Linked DNA regions of Sus scrofa: region 1 is linked to region 2. The links are chromatin contacts, called in public HiChIP or PLAC-seq maps. All regions are on one chromosome and are shown on one strand. Each heading gives the region's core, a stretch centred on a gene start, on an enhancer-like site or on the middle of the called end of the contact. The rest is flanking DNA. Distances are from core to core; before and after follow the strand shown.

Region 1 (2,886 bases), core at 164-2,663, 240 kb after region 2:
ATTCTACCCATTAAGAAATTAAGTAAAAGGTTCTATTTCTTAAATTAGAGGTAAAGAGACCTAACTGTGGTTCACCTTTCTCCTCCCAAGCTTTTAATTAATATCCAGCTCAGTTTAACTTCCCTCAATCAGCAGTCAAACCACTAGGTCCAGTTTCTTCCTCCTATTTCCATAAATGTGACTTCAGGTCCTGGAAAATAGGACTTAGCTAATTAGGATGTTAGTGTAGTGGATCAACAGCATTCACCATAATAATTTACTGCAGTCATTTATCAAGCAGTTAAAAATGTACATCTAACTTTCCTGCTCTTTCTTACACACGTCTTAATGGTAACAACAACTCTATCAGGTATTACATCCATTATCTGAAACGAAGTGAACTGCCCAGGTTCACATAGCAACAAATGGCTGATGAAGGACCTGAACAAGGGCCTTAGTCTTAACCACTACACACAAACTGCCTAGCTTTCAACTGTAATTCCAACGTGATCATAAAACTAATCGCATGACCTTGGGCCGATCATTTCTGAGCTCTGGGCCTCAGTTTCCTTCACTATAAAACGACCTGCCCACGGAGAGCTTTTGGGTGCTTTCCTGCTTTTAAAAGCCCACTGAATTTACGACGAGATTACTTACTCCCCCAATCTCCAAATAGATGTAAATGTTAGGACTTAAGTTTTTTAACCAGTGCGTGTTCTAGCACATTCTCCATACTCTTCAGGCTGCTACAGTCCAGTCTTCACTTTGCGGTTTTAATTTTCAAATTTTAGATCTGTAATGCTAATTCTAAATATCCTCTCTCTGTCCTATTATCACCTTTCCCCACTACTAAGAGTACCAACAAGGCCCGATCCTATTCCAGACCTTTACCCGGTTACTCTACCCCACCTCACAGCTTCCCAGGCAGTCAGCAATAGGTATAAGAAAGCCCTAGAAGCAGAACCATGAAGAGAAGTTAGCTTTCCCAGAGGTCAAGAAAGGCTCTAGGACACCTGCCACGCCTCCCAACCCCGGCGGCGCGGCCTGGGCCTGGCTCCGCAACTCAAGCGGCCCAGGTTCAGGCCTAACCCATCCCGTCTGGCGGGTCCACCAGGGCCTGAGCCATCGAAACTCAGCCGGACCCCTCAGCCCCGGCCACGCCCGGCTTCTCGAGACCTCCGCCGCCAGGCCGCGCACCCAGGCCCCCGAGGGTCCTCACAGGCCCGAAGACACGGGCAGGCCCCTGTCTCACCTCAAGCCTCAGGAGGACCGCCGGTGGTGCCCGCGCCTCCTCCCGCCCGCACACCTGGCCCCACGCTGCAGTGGAGACAGCGGCTGAGGGAGCCTGACCGTCACGTGCCGCAGAACCAAGAGGCCTCGACTCCTGCAGCCGCCGCGCGAGCGAGCCCCACCGCACGAAGCCCGGCCCTGCGTCCGCCCCTGTCTCCTCAGTAGCTACCACCAGCGCCAAGTCCCGCCCTCTCGCGCAAGATCCTGAATTCAATTGGTTATTGTGGCCATCGCTCTATGCACCTTCCCATACGCCCCCTAGGGCTATTCTTCGTGGAGTGTGGGGATTGGTTAGGAGTGAGGCAGGAAGTGGCTGTTGGTTGGGCAGTATGGAAGGAGGCGGTGTACGGCGGCATCGGGATCGGCGGGGGCGCGCGCGCGCGCGCGCGCGTCGTGGGGCGGGACTGGCCAGGCAGGCGTTCCCGCGCTGGTTGTTCTGGTGCCTTAGTGGGCGCGCTGCCCGGCACTGCATCCTAATTTCTATGGTTTCGACCGTTCAGGTGCCTGGACCCGGGCCTCGGGGTCTGGCATCTCATTCCCTTCGATGAGAGAGCAAATGGAAGCTGGCAGGATGGGTGGGAGGTCCATTGAGCCATCGGGAAGGACCTGGTTTCCAGTGCAGCGAGTGCGCAGATATGATGGAATCAGTCACGGCTCCCTTGGCCTGTCCTGGAGTCGCTGTACACCAGGCGCCACCGTTCCTGCAGAGTCATTGCTCTGGGCCCAGCAGTCTGAGGCCGCCTTATCACCCAACGTCAAAATATAGCCCAGAATACTATAATCCAGCGTTACTTCAACTTTCAATTTGTGATGTTTCCAAAAGCAAGATAAGACAAAAAGGGCACAATCACACTTAACAGCAGTGAGTGAGAAAAAGATGGTGCAATGGAAAATTTTCAAACACACCACAGATTTTGTAACTAACTTTTAGCACATCTTCAGTTTTCTGGGCCTGAGACAGAGCAGGACTGTAGATCCTACTAAGGATCTTGTTAGAGATTTTTTTTCCGTTAAAGCACAATGTTCTTAAAAGGAAGCTGAGGCCAAATCTCTGAAGAATGAATTTTGTGTTTGTTTTTTTCACAATTTGAAGTCACTTTATTTACTGACCCAGATTACAAAAATAATCACATAGACAACTCAGTTCATCCATTTAATAAGCCTGTTAGATCTATTTATCTGGGCCCTTCAGGAGAAGATAGTTTGAAGGGCCACAGGATGTTGTTTGCTTCTTTGAAGCATTTTCCAACAGTACGGATTTCATGAATAAGATCCTCCAGGAGTTACTATTGTGGCTTAGTGAATTAAGAACCTAACATAGTGTCTGTGAGGATGCGGATTCAATCCCTGGCCTTGCTCAGTGGGTTAAGGATCCATCCTAAGCTTAGGCGTAGGTCACAAATGTGGCTGCAATCCCATGGGTTTTTTTGTTGTTGTTGTTTTTGTTTTTTTCATTTTTCTTATTACTCAAATGAATTTATCACATCTGCAATCCCATGTTGCTGTGGCGGTGGTGTAGGCCAGCAGCTGCAGCTCTGATTCAACCCCTAGCCTGGGAACTTCCATATGCCACATATGTGGGCCTAAAAAAAACAAAAACAAAAAAAAAGGGGGAGG
Region 2 (3,115 bases), core at 157-2,656:
CCTAGGAACTCGTTAGACATGCAAATACTCTGAGCAATCTATGTTTTAACAAGCCCTGCCGCTTATTCTGATGCATGTTGAAGTTTGAGAGCCAGTGGAATCCAGGAACAAAATAGCCCTTTACCTCACCTCAGGGTGTTAACAAGCACAGTTGACCTGTGAACAACTCCGGTTAGGGGCACCTATTCTCTTCCAAGTCAAAAATTGAGTATAATTTAGTTGTCTTTCCCAATCCAAGTTACCTCTATATGTACAGTTCTGTATCTGAGGATTCAACCAACCACTGATCACACAGTACTGTAGTATTTACTATTGAAAAAAGTGGGAATATAAATGGTCCAGAGCAATTCAAACCCAGATTATTCAAGGGTAAACTGTACTTTCAAATTCTTGAGGGTAGATTACTCCCCAGAGACCCCAGTGCCACATTATTAGTTTAAACTTCCAAGGTCTTAAAACCAGCCTCTGCATCTTGGAAGTTGATTCAAAGTCTCAAGCAATATCTCAAAAGACTTTTAAATCATTCTGGCTGTCAATCATGAAACCACCTATTTATACCTACATCTATCATATTAGATTCCTGAATGCCAGTGACAGAAACCCAATTCAAAAACCATATTAAGCCTCTGGGATGATTCTAAAGAGCCCCCTTTCGGATTCTGGAGGCCTCAGGCCAGCAGGGTGATCCTGCATCCAAATTCTGGACTTTGTGGATTCACACCTATTGCCCCAGAAGGAGTTAACAGCGTGCACTCAAAAGGGTCAAGGTTTGGCCTGGGAGGGGTCGACCCCTACAGGCCAGCACTGGGAGAGCAGGAATCCACATCCCCGGCCAGCTCTGTGGTCTCATCACACGCCAGTGCAGAAACCTCCGCCGGTCCCAGGCCAGGCCCTGCCTCCTACTCCAGCCTCATTGACCCCATCCAACAAGTGAGGGGACTGCACTGGTTTCTGAGGACCCTTTCAGCCTCAGGGCTTCCCCAGGTTCAATTCGTTGCAGGCCCAAGTGTCAACATTCTGAGTTACCACAATCAACTAACCCTTTTCCAGCCGCTTTTTCCAATGTTAACACACACTGGGTTGCCCTGCACAATCAGCCAAAAATGTATTTCTAAATGTTATTTCCTTACATTTTCCTCTTAAACCCTGTATGCGTTTTTACAGAACGCCGGGAGCCCTGCTGTCTGCGCACTGTGAACTCAGACAATCTGACCAAAGTCCCAAGGCCCGGGGAGTGAACTGAGCACTGGGGCCTGTGGGGAGAAAGAGTGGTAGACGGACACAGCGGGTTAAGTAACCCTGTGGCCGGAGGCCGGGGGGGGAGTGGGCGGGGCCGGCCGGAAAGGGAGAGCTGAGCGCCCAGAGAGCGCGGAGGTCCTGTTGGTTCCCGCGGCCGCCAGGGGGCGCCGCCCGCTCGCCCCGCCCCGCCCCGCCCGGCCCGCAAAGCTCTGCGCGGCGTCGGTGGCGGCTCTTCCGCCTGGCCGGCCTCGGCCCTGTGCGAGCGGTCGCACGATGTGGCTGGGCCCGGAGGAGGTGCTGGTGGCCAACGCGCTGTGGGTGACGGAGCGGGCCAACCCCTTCTTTGTGCTGCAGCGGCGCCGGGGCCACGGCAAGGGCGGCGGGCTCACGGGTGAGAGGCGCGCCGCGGCCGGGCCTGTGAGCGCCGCCGCGATCCGGGCGAGGAGGGCGCGCCGGGCGGCGGGGAACGGGGCAACACCCCCGGGACAGGCCGGGCCTCGGCGCGTCCCTGCGGACGCGCAGGTCAGCGCGCGCTGCGGGGCCTGGGGACGCGAGGCCCGGCCCCAGTGGGGGCGGGAGGTGGGAATGCGCACCGGGGGTGGGACGCAGGGACCGGGCGCGGTGGCGCGAGGTGAGGACCGGGTCGGAGGTTCAGCCAGACAGATGCACTTGATTTAGATGGCTAGTGGGGAGACCTCCGTCAGCCAGGGCTGCCGGGAGAAGGCTGGCGGCGGCCTCTGCCCATCGGCTGCCTGTGAGCTTCCCGGAGCTTAGCGGAGGCGTGTGCAGCTTCCTGGAATGGGATTTCCCAGCTGGAAGTCCGAAAGATCTTCCTGTCCTCTGCCTCAGTTTCCCTAAGTGCCTCGGAGGGGGCAAGTGACACAAGCATTCGTTTCCTTTGGCCTCCTTCATTCCCAGTTCACCAAAGAATTACCTTTTTAGCAAAATCAGAGTTCCTCCGAGCTGCTCCTGGGTTTGGGCCCCCATCCCTCCAGCTTCTCACCCACCTTTCCTGCTTCTTGGTGTGATGGGGCTGCAGACCGAGACTTAGCCACATTACCAGTCTTTGTGTTCTGGAGAACTAGCCAAGGTGCCTCTGCCCGTCTGGACACCACCCAGGACTGGACCAGACAGGCACCTTCTGGGGTGTGTGGCAGAGGATGTCCACGTGTGGGTTCCCTCTACAGGTGTTGTCCCAAGTCCCTCACGCTCCAGGACCTGCCCCGACGCACTGCTCGGGCAGAACTGGGTCAGTCTTAGGGCCAGACCAGTGCCTGCAGTCCTCCAGTGGCCTACTGTTGCCATTCAGGACCTCAGGCCCAGTGTTGCCAGGTCTTCCAATTATCAAGAGAATTTTCTTTGAAATGTCCTAATTTTAAACGTTAACAACTAATACAGTCCTGCCACATGCAGACAGAGGCCTCCCACGGGAGACCTCTTCCCCTGCCTCCCCAGTCACATCTCCTGATGTGGAAGAGACTGTACCATTCTCAAGAAAACTGTTCCCTTCAGTGTTTTGAGCTCCCTGCCCACAGCCTCTAGAATCACAGGAGCCGGTGCTGGATCTGCCTCCTAGACTAGGCTGTTCAGAGGAGGTTAGACAGCAGCGCCTCTAGAAAGACTGACCAATGGTCAACCGCAGGCTACTCCAAGCCCATGCAGGAAAGCAAGGCTTGGGTGGCTAGCAGCTTTGGTTGCATCAGCGTACTGGTGTGTCAGATTCCAGTGCCTGCTCTGAGTTTTCACAGGTCATCTCAGCAGGTGGGTGGGTCCCTCTGTGCTCTCCCTTCCTGTGCAAGGAAGGCCCTTTCCACTACACTCACCTCTCCTTGGCCCCAAGGCAGAGCTCCCCAGGTCTCCCCAGGGAACTGCTCCT

Evidence for each region. HiChIP or PLAC-seq counts read pairs in DNA pulled down with a chosen protein or histone mark.
Region 1: an H3K27ac HiChIP or PLAC-seq map of alveolar macrophages shows a contact between it and region 2. The contact joins the promoter of CANX here to the promoter of TBC1D9B in region 2. A contact is called at or near these places in 2 of 47 Hi-C or Micro-C datasets (heart right ventricle and liver) and 1 of 2 datasets of contacts at active chromatin or transcription factors (alveolar macrophages).

What each region holds. Positions count from the first base shown.
Region 1 is chr2:78,914,415-78,917,300 of Sscrofa11.1, forward strand. CANX (calnexin) reads right to left here and starts at 1,414. Exons shown (of 15, transcript NM_001243210.1): 1 at 1,232-1,414.
Region 2 is chr2:78,674,461-78,677,575 of Sscrofa11.1, forward strand. It overlaps TBC1D9B (TBC1 domain family member 9B), which reads left to right and starts at 1,407. Exons shown (of 22, transcript XM_003123648.4): 1 at 1,407-1,630. The coding sequence starts at 1,513.